Linked DNA regions of Rattus norvegicus: region 1 is linked to region 2. Evidence: chromatin contacts called from public Hi-C data. All regions are on one chromosome and are shown on one strand. The core of a region is the stretch at or near the end of the contact, and the rest is flanking DNA. Distances in the headings are between cores, read along the strand shown. Region 1 overlaps Slc9a9 (solute carrier family 9 member A9). Region 2 holds the start of Dipk2a (divergent protein kinase domain 2A).

What was found. Hi-C and Micro-C count contacts between places; a contact is called where the count stands out from the background.
Region 1: a Hi-C map of kidney shows a contact between it and region 2, with 4 times the contacts expected there. The contact joins the enhancer-like site here to the promoter of Dipk2a in region 2. A contact is called at or near these places in 2 of 12 Hi-C or Micro-C datasets (frontal cortex and kidney).

What each region holds. Positions count from the first base shown.
Region 1 is chr8:104,145,263-104,152,083 of GRCr8, reverse strand. The region is part of intron 2 of Slc9a9 (solute carrier family 9 member A9); the gene reads right to left. Among named protein-coding and RNA genes, the nearest start is that of Slc9a9, 36 kb to the right of the region's middle. Within about 2 kb of position 3,568, at least 29 of the 93 cell types and tissues checked have an H3K27ac peak or open chromatin away from gene starts, as enhancers often do.
Region 2 is chr8:103,965,928-103,973,216 of GRCr8, reverse strand. It overlaps Dipk2a (divergent protein kinase domain 2A), which reads left to right and starts at 3,756. Exons shown (of 3, transcript NM_001134472.1): 1 at 3,756-4,615. The coding sequence starts at 3,959. It overlaps LOC102552709 (a long non-coding RNA gene), which reads right to left and starts at 3,478. Exons shown (of 4, transcript XR_005488380.2): 1 at 2,594-3,478.

The DNA.
Region 1 (6,821 bases), core at 2,319-4,818, 180 kb before region 2:
AGGGAGGGAGGGAGGGAGGGAGAGAGAGAGAGAGAGAGAGAGAGAGAGAGAGAGAATCTCATATGAACAGAGTTAAACTTGTCATCCTGCTCTTTTTCACTTCTTTGTTTAAGAAAGTTTCCTCTGAAGGCAACAATCTCCACAGAGCATAAAATTGGTAATATTCACCCAATGGGTATCCACTATTTTCAAAAATGTTAGCTTAATTCTACCAGGGTTTGTGCTTTAGAATTTATTCTTGGTTTCAACCCCCAAATCTCTTATGATCTAGGATCCTCATTACATAGGATATCTAGGGAAGATTTTTTTGAAAGGCTTATTTATTTATTATATATAACTACACTGCAGCTGTCTTCAGACACACCAGAAGAGGCCTTCAAATCCCATTACAGATGGTTGTGAGTCACCATGTGGTTGCTGGGAATTGAACTCAGGACCTCTGGAAGAGCAGTCAGAGCTCTTAACAACTGAACCATCTCTCCAGCCCAATCTAGGGAAGTTTTAAGAGTGTGGGCCTGAATCACCAGCCAAGGAGCACACACGCATGCAGCTGATGTACAGCTTGCCCTTCATGCAGCTCTCCCAACAACTGAACACTGACTCTGTTGCCTGTCTGTGGATCCTGTCCCCTTAACTGGGCTGTCTTGGCAGGCCTCAGTGGGAGAGGCTGTACCCAAAACTGCAGTGACTTGGGTGCCAGGGTAGATGAGTACTCGAGGGGGACTTCACCCTTCTCAGAAATGAGGGAGAGGGAACGGTGGGGGAGAGGATGTGTGAAGGGGACCTGGGGAGTAGAGGGCCTGTGATCAGGATGTAAAGTGAATAAATAAATTTATTAATGGAAAAATGTGGAGACTCGGAGGCTGACTGAGGGAAATGCATGCTCTATAACAGCTGAACATCAAGCCCTGATAAAGAAAATGTGGCATCTCCAGGGAGATAATACGTATAAAGATTCAATCAGATCAATAAAATCATTTAAAAGACTTTAAAAAAAAAGAAAGAAAGAAAGAAAAGAAAAGAGTGTGGGCCTAACAGACACACTGCCTGGTTCCAAATCGCCTCTTAGCCTGTGGCTGTTTACTCTTCTACTGGCTTGATTTCTTCATTGTACAGCAAACACAATACTTCGTGTACAGATAGGTCGCTAGAGGACTGAGTGGTAAAGCCCTTAGACATTTCCTACTGCCTAGTTAGTAGTTCTTAAATGTTTGCTGTTAATAAAATAAAGATCTAGGACTAAGGATTTTCAAGTAGTGGGTCTACAAGAAGGCTCAGTGAGTTCCTTAGGGTTACTATTGCTGTGATGAAACGCTATGACCAAAAGCAAATTGGAGAAGGAAAAATTTATTTGGCTTATGATTCCACATCATTGTTCATCACTGAAAGAAATCAGAACAGCAGGGAAGAAACCTGGCGGCAGAAGCTGACGCAGAGGCCATGGAGGGGTGCTGCTTACTGACTTGTTTCCCAAGGCTGACTCAGCCTGCTTTCTTATAGAACCCAAGACCCCCGACCCAGGGACGGCACCACCCACAGTGGGTTGGGCCCTCCCACATCAATCACTAATTAAGAAAATGCTCTAGCAGTCTGGTTATGAAGGCATTTTCTCAATGAAGGTTTTGTCCTCTCAGATGACTAGCTTGTGCTGAGTCAGCATAAAACTATCTGGAGCATTAATTAAAGGTATTTGGGGCAAAGTCTGTGTTCAGTATTTGGGATGCATGTGGTATCAGGAGAAAACTGACTTCCACAGTTGGCCCTTGATCTCCACGTGTGTGCTGTGACACACGTATACACAGTAAATAAAAATACATGTGATAACAAAATCTTAGAAAATGTTCAGAATATACTTTTAAAAAGTATTCATTTATTTTTGTTAACATACAAAGCATTAGGTTTCATTATGGCATTTTCTAAACAAAAGTTGTTTTCTCCATAGCACAGGAGCATTTTTTTTAAAATTTCAAGATTATAATAATTACATAATTTCTTCCCTTTTCTCCCCTCCCCAAGCCCTTCAATATACCTCCTCCCTGCTTGCTTTCAAATTCACGGGATCTTTTTTCATTGTTCTTGCATGCATATATGTGTATGTATATATATATATATATATATATATATATATATATATATATATATATATATATATTCCTACCTAAAACCTGCTGAGTCTGTGTATCTTGTAATGCATGTTTTCTGAGATGATCATTTCTTATCAAATTATCAGGTATGCTCTTCCTTAAGGAATATTTCTATACCAAAACACTAAACAAACAACAACAACTAAAACCAAAACTCCTCTATTTTCAGGATCTCCTGACCTGTCTAAACTGTGGGTAGAGACTTTTAACCTTCCCTCTCGGTTAACGCTTCCTGAGATGGCCTGCTACACCGACATGGCTCTGGATCTGTGGGGCAGCTGTGAGTGTTCCAAGCAGAGGTGCATCGCTGAGGCTGAGGGATGAGCATACAGCCCTGACCATCGGGAAGAGAGGAAGCTCAGTGGCAAGACATCCTCCCAGGGAAACCCTTGCCCCTGCAGCTTTCCTGTAGAAATCGGGCTAACCGCCAACGCGGAACTTTTCAATAATCAGAATAGCCCACTCCCTGCGTGCGGGTTAACTACCTCGACACCAGATTACAGTTTCTGGAGCAGCGAGACGAGGCTGGCAGGCAGAGAGTGGCACGCAGCACGGGAGGATTTATTTGTGTATACAAACAGATTTGTGTTCCTTTCAGCCTAGCTCTAGGCTTAGTTGCCGATAAATCAGAGTTCTGGGAGTGACTCCAATCCAGACAATTTCTCAGAAATGGCTGGATTGGCTGCTGTCGCAGCCTCCATTGGAAATCCCACATGCCATTTCCCTCAGACTTGTACTCGGATCATTTTTAATTTTTAATTAAAATACTGGGTCCTAAGCAATGGGTGAAGCAGAAGGGCAGAGAGGCAAAGTGTCCAGGTCAAGGATTTACATATATCTTTCAAGACACAAATTACAGATCAGACCTTCAGACCCTGCCCATCAGAATGTCACCGTGAAACTGCCCATTAGCTACATGGCTTGCTGATCTCTTGAACTGGAGGCCTGAATTCTTACCTCTAACGCTGGTGGCTAGTGGGAATCAGGTAGCACAGTCAGCAAGACTCCACAGTCTCGTTGTTTAGTTTGCAAACATTCTATTTCACTGTTCAACACGTGCCTGATTTAAAACAACAGATCTGAAACTCTGAGATGAAAGTGTCACCTATGTTTTAAGAAGACAGATTTTTAAGCACCAACATTAAATCTCAAAGACAACATGGGGATAGCAGGACACCAGTCTGTTCATGACAGTGCAGTATACTTGAAATGCTCTTTTGCATACGAACCAGCGTTTGACTCAAACAGCCCACACATATGGTTCCAAAGATAACCAGCTACAAAATTTCCAAGAACAGAAAGAATATTCTGAGCTGAGTCCTTGAAGCTTCAGAAGGTTACAGATTCGAAATTGTGCTTGGGTCTGAGTATGCCATGAGTCACCCAGCTTGTCCAAGAAGACATAGCAATGTTCCACTGACCTACTAAGTAAATAAGCACTAAAGTAACCACAGTGGCGAGAGACCGTGATTGATACGGCCCAGTCCTTCCAAAGATGCCTTTTGAAAACAGTATTTCACCACCGCTGACAACATGCCAGAGTGGTAGCTGGCCAATGCAATTATTCCTATTTTCCAGAGACAGGAGGAGAAACTGATGGCAGGCCCAGTGTCAGTCAACATGACAGGGACATCGCTGGGAATCGAATGTGTATATATAGGCCAGCTAAACACATTCGTTCTGAGGGAACTAAGTTCATATAGCTAAGCAAGATTTGGGACTGAGAATGACGATTTTGTTATTTGGGGAACAGTCGGTTCCTTTGGACAAGTAAAAACAGCCAGCAAAAGGGCTGTCCGGTCATCTCCAATGTTTTCGTCATCAAAAGCTTAGCAAGCCTCTTGATACAAAGAATCTGAAGATGCTTCCTGTAACGGATCAGTACTAAAAAGGCTCTAAACAAAGAAAGGTAACAGACCGCACAACGTGACTCAAGGCTCTGGAGTAAGCTGTAATTTGGTGTTCTCCAGCACAGAGATGCCACCCTGAGGTGGCTGGCCTGTGGGAAGTCTTGATTTGAAAGCAGCATATGAGCTTGGATCTGCAGTACGGATGAGAATCTATCCATGGGCCCCCTACATGCAGAGCCATGCTCAGTCCCCAGCTCTCGGCCCCATGGCCGGGGTATTCTAAGCCACAGGGGAAGTCCCCCAAGAAGCTTTCGTGAGCTCAGTGACATCTGGTAGGAAGTAACTCAAAGTATTTTAAAAGACTAAAATGAGTGAAGATACGTTAAAAAGCAGAATCCAGGACCTGGGTGCATTTTAAAAATGCATTTCCGTTTGAAAGGAGACTTTACGGTTTACTCAGATAACCTGTTGCACACAACCACAGGGCACAGCTGGTGACGGCTTGTGGGTATGTGTATCTTTCTTCTAGCATGCTTAGCTTTGGTGTGGACTGCAGAACTGAGAGAAAGGGAAGTCTGGAAATACTGAATGAGAGTATGCCACGGTACTAATCAAATGAGCTTGGTCTTTGTTTCCAACTTCTCTGAGTTCTGTTTCACTTCCCCATTTGCACTGTGTGTCTACAACCAGCAAGTGGCTTCAGAGGACCAATGAATATGGAAGATTCTGCCTGCTATAAATCTTAATCTAAATGAGAAAGAAATGCTCATGGCCTAGGGTTTGGAGACCCAGACTAAGACACTCTCAAATCCACTGGTAATCTTCTTGAACTCTATTCACTCAAAGTTGAAAAAAAGCCAATATAATTTTATAAATAGGACCAAACATCAAATGGCTATGATCTCCAAGTGGTATAATTTGATAACAACTATGCAAATATTGTCTATACACACTCGATTTGGCAGCATCTAATCTGAGAATTTTTCCTCCAAATAGACTTGCATGCATGGGGAATCCCACAAAGCATAGAAGAGGGTGGGGTGAGACACGGCCTGGTCCGTACACTGTGACATAGTCCACAGATAAAATTGGAGGTGACTATTAGGAAAGCTAAAGGGGCAGCTTATAAATGGGTAAAATTACTTTGAACCATTCATCAACTCCAAAGGACGAGGGGCAGAGCTGCCAGCCTGGCACATGAAGCTAAAACTGCCCAGGGCCCACGTCTGTCATTCCCTTTTTGTCCAGACATGTCGACTGTTTCCTCACTGTTGGGTGGGGTCTGTGTCTGAATTCCAGCTGAATCCAGTTAGAAGTGATAGCTACTCCTTCCACGTGGGCCCTCCATCTTTGCTAACCTTGCTCTGCCCCTTTCTCCCCAAATCCCTCCGTGGAACCTCCCTACCAACCTTGCTTCCCATCTCCCCACTTCTGAGCTCCCATCTGCTTCTCTATGGCTGCAAAATGAGGCCAACCGAAAAGGCACTGAAGGCATCGACATCCCAACAGAGACTTTTGAATCTTTTAAATGCTGAGTCATACCGGGGTTCTATTTGAGTCTACTCAAAGAATACATACGGGGTTTTATTTCCCCTTCTTTTAAAAGATAAGTCCCTTGAGATTAGTTTGCAGAGACATCAAAGTAGAACTGGGTAAAAGGAAAACATTGCCAGGTTGCAGTTACCAAAGCCAGCCCAAGGGACGGTTAGTGCTGAAGGAGGAGACTGTGACAGAATGAGGAGAAACAAAGCCAGGAGACAGCTCTTCACTCAACAAGGATTTGCTTAAAATAAACCGGGCATGTGGCAGAGAAGATTAGCAGGGCTTAAGGTTGAAATAGAGAGGTAAAAATGAAAGAAGAAGAAGAAGAAGAAGAAGAAGAAGAAGAAGAAGAAGAAGAAGAAGAAGAAGAAGAAGAAGAAGAAGAAGAAGAAGAAGAAGAAGAAGAAGAAGAGACCTATGTTTTTACACCTGGTTGAGTGACAGAGACTGTGGCTGGGAAAAGGCTGACTCAGTCGGGGTGAGAGGGTCAGGACCCCTGAGGCATCCTGAGCTTCAGCTCACAGAGCCCAGCTCTGCCACACTTGGAGTGGTATGCTTGGTGGAAAGGTCAGAGCCAAGGGGAAACACTCCAGAATGACCCCAGTGAAGCAGGGTCTCTGGGGAGTGAGTACCATGGGGGGAAAAAGGATAGAGGACAAGGCTACAATGGGGGTCAGCGAGGGTGGTGATGGATGAGCAGAGAGAGAGAGAGAGAGAGAGAGAGAGAGAGAGAGAGAGAGTCAGTCTGCCAGAGACAGAATGAGAGAGACAGATGGGGAGAGATGGACAGACAGAGACAGAAAGGCAGGCAGAAGGAAAGATAGAGGGACAGTCAGATACAGACAGACTGAGACAGAGACAGAGAAGAGAGACAGACAGAAGGAAAGATAGACAGAGGGAGAGACAGAGAGAGAGAGAGAGAGAGAGAGAGAGAGAGAGAGAGAGTGGCACTGAGGCAGAGATGAGAGAGAGGCAGACAGACAAAGCTCAGCTGCAGAAGAGCCCAATAAAGAGCTACAGAAAGTTGCTGCTGCTGGATGCAGGTGGCAGCGTCAGTGACAGATGCACAGGGAGGCTGGGGCTTTGTGTACCTAACCTTGTTCTCAGAATAATTTCTTAGCACCACATCTGGGACACATTTTTCACCATCTACGTGAAATTCACTCACTTCAGACAGGGACCAGAATGCAAACCTCCAAAATGAGCTGTGTTTTGCTCATGACTGATCCCCCAAGATGGGCTGGGAAGGGACCAGCTCCCCCCACCCTACCCAGATGTCGGCTAC
Region 2 (7,289 bases), core at 2,507-5,006:
AGGCAATGCAATAGAAAACACTGACCACAAAAGTAGATGACTAGGAGGTGGAGAGATGGTTCAGAGCCCTTATTTCTCTTGCAGAGGACTGCCAGTCCTGCATGGCCTTGGTGGGGACAGAATGACATGGTTCCTACTCCTGAGACAGGGTCAGTGGAAGTGGGCCTCTAGGAGTGTAGATGGCTGCTACCAGTGTAAGGCTTGTTTGTATAATACAGTACATGCTTTGCATTTCTCTGAAGAATGTCTCCCCCATTAATGTTAATGACTCCATAATAATCCCAGACAGCAAGTCCAGGAGGCAAAGATATGGCTAGTGTTTTAACAGAAGGGTAAACACTGGAACCTTCAGGGCAGCCCTTAAGGCTGTGGAAACTCTAAAAACATGAGATCAAAAATATGTAATTTCTCAATATGAAAAAATAAGGATGAAATATGAATTATATGAGGGGCTTCATGAATCTAAAGAAACAAAGGTAGCTGAAGTAATGAGTCAGCTTCTCAGCAAGATACAAAAGCAGGCAGATTCCTTAATTCAAGGTCAGCCTAAGACACAATAAAGTTAGGCATGGTAAAAACGGTATTTTCAGGACCAGGTGCCACCCAGCTAGTTTATCATTGTGCTTAGCAGAAGCAGGCAGATCTCTGAATTCTTTTCCAATTTTGAAAGAAAATGTGTTTGCAGTCTCCTAAGAATTAAGGGACAGGGGTCATAGGGTGCTCATTCATAGGATAATCAAAAGGGAATGTGGAGTAAATGACTGAATTGATATGTAAAATAAAAGACAAGACTTATAGTGTGCAAGAGATGAGCTATCCAGAGAGTTTTTAGAATAGCAAGAGAGAACTGCTTAGAGAACTGTCTCAAACAAAACAGAGAGAGAGAGAGAGAGAGAGAGAGAGAGAGAGAGAAAGAGAACTGTCTCAAACAAAACACACACACACACACACACACACACAGAGAGAGAGAGAGAGAGAGAGAGAGAGAGAGAGAGAGAGAGAGAGAACTGTCAGGCTGGAAAGCTGTCTCCAGTAGAGCATAGGCCACCAGTCTAGACCCACGATTTGACTTCCAGTTTGTTTTCGCCCTCTCTCAGTTCTTTCAGAACCCCTCTCCAAGCTGAGCCTCATTCTTAGCAGAAGACTAGGGCTTGGTTCTAAGCACCCACATGGTGGCTCCGATAAGGCTCTGTAACTTTAGTTGCAGGGAGCACTGATGAATCTTCTGACCTTCCAGGGTTCCCGTATACACATGGTTTATATACATGCACTGGCGTGCCTGTACACAGAATAGTAAATAGTTTTGAAATTAGATGACTGGTATCAAAGCACTGTGGTCTTGGACTGGTGAGATGACTCAGCAAGTTATGGTGTTTGCAGCCAAGCCTGGCTCTCTGAATTCCTAATAGCCACATTGCAGAGGGAGAAAACTGATTTCCTCAAATCAACCTCTGACATCCACCCCAACCCAACTAACACCCGTGTGTGTGTGTGTGTGTGTGTGTGTGTGTGTGCATGTATATACATAAATGAAAAACATATTTAAACCACTGTGGTCTTTAATTGCACTGGATACATTTGTAATAATGGCAGTCACACTGGAAATTACATCGTTCTTGTTTAAAATAATGATCAAGAACTTTGGCTTGCAGTTTACGATCCATTAGCTAAAAGCATCCTGTAGTTTACTGGAAAGTGGGGAAAAGTGCATTAACACTTACTGATCTTTTCCAATCTCTCTCCGAGTTTATTTCATGTGTCTCTAAAGCTTTTTTTTTTTTTTTGCAAACGTTATTAAATTCTTGAAGACTATCTTAATATCTAGAAATTTTAATGGCAAAAACTCCAGACAATTGACTATGATGTGTCATGTCTCTAAATTCTCACTCTTAGGAGACTGAGGCAGAAAGGTCATTGACTCCCTAAATTCAGAGCTGTTAAACAAAATATAGTTTTAAGCAAAGACTCCCTTCAAACAACTTATATTGAGTAAAACAACCTTGTTTGTTTACACTGATAAAATGATGCCATTAGAATATTTTGTTTTTAAAGCGATGCCACACATTGTCTAGCATTAAAGCAATCTCTGAAGGATGTAGACAGGGTGTTGAAGACAACACACAGGTTAGTAATTATTCGCTTAGTTTACAACTCTGCAGCAGCAGCACAAATGAACCATACAGCTCTAGTCTCGTAGCTCCAGACACTTCAGAGTAGACTTCATTTGAGCCTTTGCTTACGGAACCTTATTGTATGGATTTGGGGGATGTCTGATGGGCAAGTTAAACCAAATCCCTGCCAAAGGAAACACAAGATGCTCTTCTGTATCTGCCAAATTTCCCAGTCACTTTGTATACGCCTTTGAAGTCTAACATCTTAAAACTTGTATTCTGTAGTAGCTTGTAAAAATCACCACCACGATGAAGATTTCTTCCAAAGTTAAAACTCCTACATCACAAAGCATAAAACGTTAACCTTACCAGTATTCTTTCAGAGGATGAGTCTTCATGCTACTATACAGAAAATTCGGGAAAGGGAGTCACAATCTAGCATAGACAACTCTCATTTTTTTCGGTAGTTTATCTCTACATACCCGTTACTGTGACTTCCTGTTTGACTTCTAAAATCAACGCAGTAAAAGTATATTTAACAGCGTAAGAGGAACTGGCTATCCATCAGGCCAACGATCACACGAGTGCTAAAAGTTAAAAAGTATTCTGACAGAACATATTCTGAAGTTACTGCTTAAGATCCCGGACCTTCGAAAACTTAAAACCCACGCGCTTTAGGCCACGTTATTTCCACAGTCTGGTGTCAGAAGGAGGTAACGAGACAGCACAGGTGCAGCATCTGACGGCCTGGCTCCCTAGGGTCATCGCCACAGCAACGCGTCCTGGCCGCAAGGCAGGCCTGGGCCCAGCCTGAGAAGCGAGGGGGAACCAAGCTCCTCAGGGACCCGACGGGCGGCGCCGGTGAGAAAGGACCTCATCCTGCCAGTGCTCACTCAGCGAAACTGCAAACGCCTCTGGCAGAGACAACGCCAGCTCTGCAGAGGCATTCCGGCCCTTAACCGCTTTCCCACCGTCGGCCCACAGGCCCTACCGCAGCAGAAAGCGCGCGACCCGGAGGTCCCGCCAGTCAAAAGAACACGCGCGCGCCACACCATATAAGGCCTGGAGCAGGCGGCCCGGCCCCGCCCCCAGGACCTGGGCCCGGCCCCACTCCTGCCCCGCCCCCAGGCTTCGGTCCCGCCTCCTCCCGCTCCCGGGATGGGCCGCTCTGCTCCCGCTACGCACTTCTCTCCGCCCTCTCCCTTCGGGTGACCTTTCCACAAAGGCCCCCGGCGCGCCTGGGAAGCCCCACAGTCACACCAGAGTAACCGTTACTGAAGGTCTGGGGTGGCAGAGCCAGTCGGCTCCGCCCTCCCGGACCCACCCTCCACCCACCTTCCCCGCGAGCTCGCGCTGACGCTTCCCGGGGACGCGCTCGCCCCGCCCCCGGCCCCGCCCCTCGCTCTCGGGCGTGCCCGCGCGTGGGGCCCGCCGCATCCTCTCCTCCCCCTCCTCACACCGTAGCTTCTGGAGTGAGAGGCGCCCGGACTCCCCACTCGCCCCCGCGCGCGCTGCTCGCCCGGGACCAGCAGGCGCAGCTCAAGCGTCCCGGGCGAGAGTGCGCGTGCGCGCGACCGCGGGTCCCGCGCTCCCTCCCCCCCCTCCGCGCCTCTATAACTTGGCGGGCAAGGAGGCGGCGCCCGCGGAGTCGGAGGGCGGGGAGCTCGGAGGAGGGCGCCCGGAGTTGTGGAGACAGCCGATCGGGAAGTCGCCGCGCTTGGCCGGCGCAGCCCGTTCTCGGGCTTCTTCGCTGCCGCCCTCCGTCTGCGCCGCGGGCCTCGGCGCCGTGGGGCGGCCCGGGGTGCGCTCGCCCGCCCCGGCCCCGGCCACTGCCGCGCGCGGGCGGGATGTGGCGCCTGGTGCCCCTGAAGCTGGGCCGCCTGTCCCGTGCACTGAAGCTGGCGGCGCTCGGCAGCCTGTTGGTGCTGATGCTGCTGCACTCGCCGTCGCTGCTCGCCTCTTGGCAGCGCAACGAGCTCGCCGACCGGCGTTTCCTGCAGCTCAATAAGTGCCCGGCGTGCTTCGGCACGAGCTGGTGCCGCCGTTTCCTCAACGGCCAGGTGGGCTTCGAGACGTGGGGCCGCCTGCGCCTGCTGGACTTCCTCAACGTGAAGAACGTGTACTTCGCGCAGTACGGCGAGCCCCGCGAGGGCGGCCGCCGGCGCGTGGTGCTCAAGCGCCTGGGTTCGCAGCGCGAGCTGGCGCAGCTCGACCAGAGCATCTGCAAGCGGGCCACCGGCCGGCCGCGCTGCGACCTGCTCCAGGCCATGCCCCGCACCGAGTTCGCGCGTCTCAACGGCGACGTGCGGCTGCTCACGCCGGAGGCGGTGGAGGGTTGGTCAGACCTGGTGCACTGCCCCTCGCAGCGCTTGCTGGACCGCCTGGTGCGCCGCTACGCCGAGACCAAGGACTCGGGCAGTTTCCTGCTGCGCAACCTCAAGGACTCGGAGCGCATGCAGCTGCTGCTCACCCTGGCCTTCAACCCCGAGCCGCTGGTGCTACAGGTAGGTGCGGGCGCGGGGCTCTTCAACGCCAGAGGGAGTGCGTCCCCAACTCTCCCAAAATGCCTCTTCGCGAGTTCCCTTCCGCCCTCCCTCCTGTCTCAGTCTGGATGCCAGTGCCAGTGCGATCGCGAGCCCTTGTTCCCCATTCCGAGGTCTAGGGCACCGCGGGCGCACTTCCTTTGCTGTCCCGCCGGGCTTGCCTAACTTCCCAGAGTCTGTCTTTGTTTTGTTTCTTAGATCAACTCCCTGTAAGTCAGCTAGTTCTGGGACCAGGTAGGAAAGATGAGATCAGAGAGTGGGGTGGTGGTAAGTGAAGGGAGCTAATTCGTGACTCGTGTTTTGCGTGGAGTTAGAAGCTAGGGAATGGGGAAAAGTGTTGGATTTGGTCTGGGAAGGCTAAAGGCCAAGACAGGACCTTTGCATTCCTGATCCTGAGACCTGCCCTAGTCATATGGTAATCCGGTTAAGGAAGGAATTAAAGTGTTTTTAGGTCAGAGCTAGGATCGAAGGATAAAGGTCCTAGCCTCTAGCCCAACAGATTTATTTGCTCTCTTTTGACTTAATTCCGAAAATGTACCTTTTAGGAGCATAGAATGGAATCTTTTTACTGATGGCCTCAGGAAAAAAGATAAGAGAAAAATTCGGTTTATCTTTGGAGTAATTAGTGTTTCTACACGCCTCCGCCCCCCCCTCCGGCTAAAGTGCTGTGTCCTTGGGCAGTGATTGTCCAGTAGGGGTGTGATCTCTCTTGGCTACAAGAAAAGTTACCAGTTTTAAACGTCAAGTACTAGGGAAAGTGATTTTAAATTAACCCCAAGTAATTGTTTGTATAGTTCACGCCCTTTCTCCACTAAGAATGTCACTAATGGCCAGAGGGTTTGGCCCTTGTTCCTGTTGTTCATTAAACTTTGAATAGGAATGTACTCTATTTGTGGCTTGCTTTTTCTTTCAAGTTTTCTGCGTTTTAGTCAAGAGAAACTAGTCTTGATTAGTTCAGCCAACTATTCTTAGCACGAATATTTGATCAGATGAAGTTAATGTGAGCCATAGTAAAATTAAAAGTTGCGGTTAAGATGTATGTGAAGAGTCAATTTTAAAGTTCAGATTGTTTAATAAATACTGTTTTATCTCTGATCAGTGTAAAATTCAGTTCAGCCTACCTTGGAGGATTATTTTATTCATTAGTTTCTAGATTAGTGAGTCTCTAAAGGTTGAGTCCTTAAATACGACCCCAGTTCCCAGCCCCCACCCCTCCAAGCTGTATTTATATCAGCTAGGTTGGTCCCTGGACAGCACTTAGCAGTGTAGTTGACTGTAGTCCAAGTCAAAATCTCTTGGGGGGGGGGTCCAAAATTTAGCACCTAACTTAAGGTATATACAGTTTTTGCATTTAAAATACTGAGTACTTATGGAACAATTTTTATAGGATTGATTCTAGGTATTGATGTATTAGGAATAACTAATATTAAGATTAAACATTGTGTTTGCTTCTTTAAAAACATAGGCTTCTGAACTTGAGAAACTTTGTTATGCAGGGTCCACACAGCAAAGCTGTCTCTCACTGTGAGCTTTTGTATCTTGCCTTGCTTGGCATTCTCAGCCTGTTTTGCAATTGAGATAGTCAAATGTGTTCGTGACTTTACATTTTCCTCACTTTATTTGAAACCTAATGCCAAAATTGCTCTGGGTGGATGAGTACATGGAGTACAGGATAAATAAATGTCTGTGAGAAAATGTCTACTAGAGTGTGGCATTCGTAAACTGCATCTTTAATTTAGACCGCCCAGCTCCCAGGGGTAGTACCGAAGCTTTCGTGCCACATGTTTGTTAAACACACACTTTGGAGTTTTACTACCCGTACAACAGTGCTTTTTTTTTTTTTAACCTGAGGAGGTGGAGCTTAACCTAAAATCCTCCTGGAGTAGCTGCTTCCCTTATAGAAACATTTGATCTTTGGTAGTGAACTTGAGAGTATGTGTAGTGTGACTGAGAACTAGTTGAAAACATACCCGCATGTGTAACGAAGAGTACTGTTTTTATATGGTGATCTTGTGCACTACTCGTTAGCCGTGCAGACTGAACATTTGGTGGCACGGTTTCTATAAAGCCAGCTGTCTTGGTACTAATAGAAAGGTCACTAGCATTTGCTTCTTTACTTTTGCTTCATAGAGTTTTAAAGTAAGGAACCAGAGCTGAACTCACCTTTCACTTCTTTCCAGGAGAGGGAGCCACCTAACGAATTTTTGGAAGCTGGATGATGACAAACTAGATTTTTTAAAATTTTCTATTGTCTAAAAATTTTAGGGGAAAAAAAAAAACCCTTGAACGTACATTATCAAACTGCTCTTCACAAAAGTAACAGAGTAATGATGCTTTTAAGTAATTACTCAATTACTTAAAAATCCCCTCTTTTTAAGGTACTTGTGAAACAAATGAAAATACGGATCAGTTTAACTCATTAGCCCTTAGATGGTAAGAAACAGTAAAAGATAAAGTCTTTGTTTTGGTCTGAACCAAAGTAGAAGGTGTGGTCTGTAAAACACCCCCCCCCCCCCACACACACACACACACACACACACACACACACACACACTCTCCCTGTAACTGTGCTGTCTTGTTCCAATGTGATGCTGAAAGATAGTGCGGCCCTTCTGTTGCTTAATGGTCTTAGCAG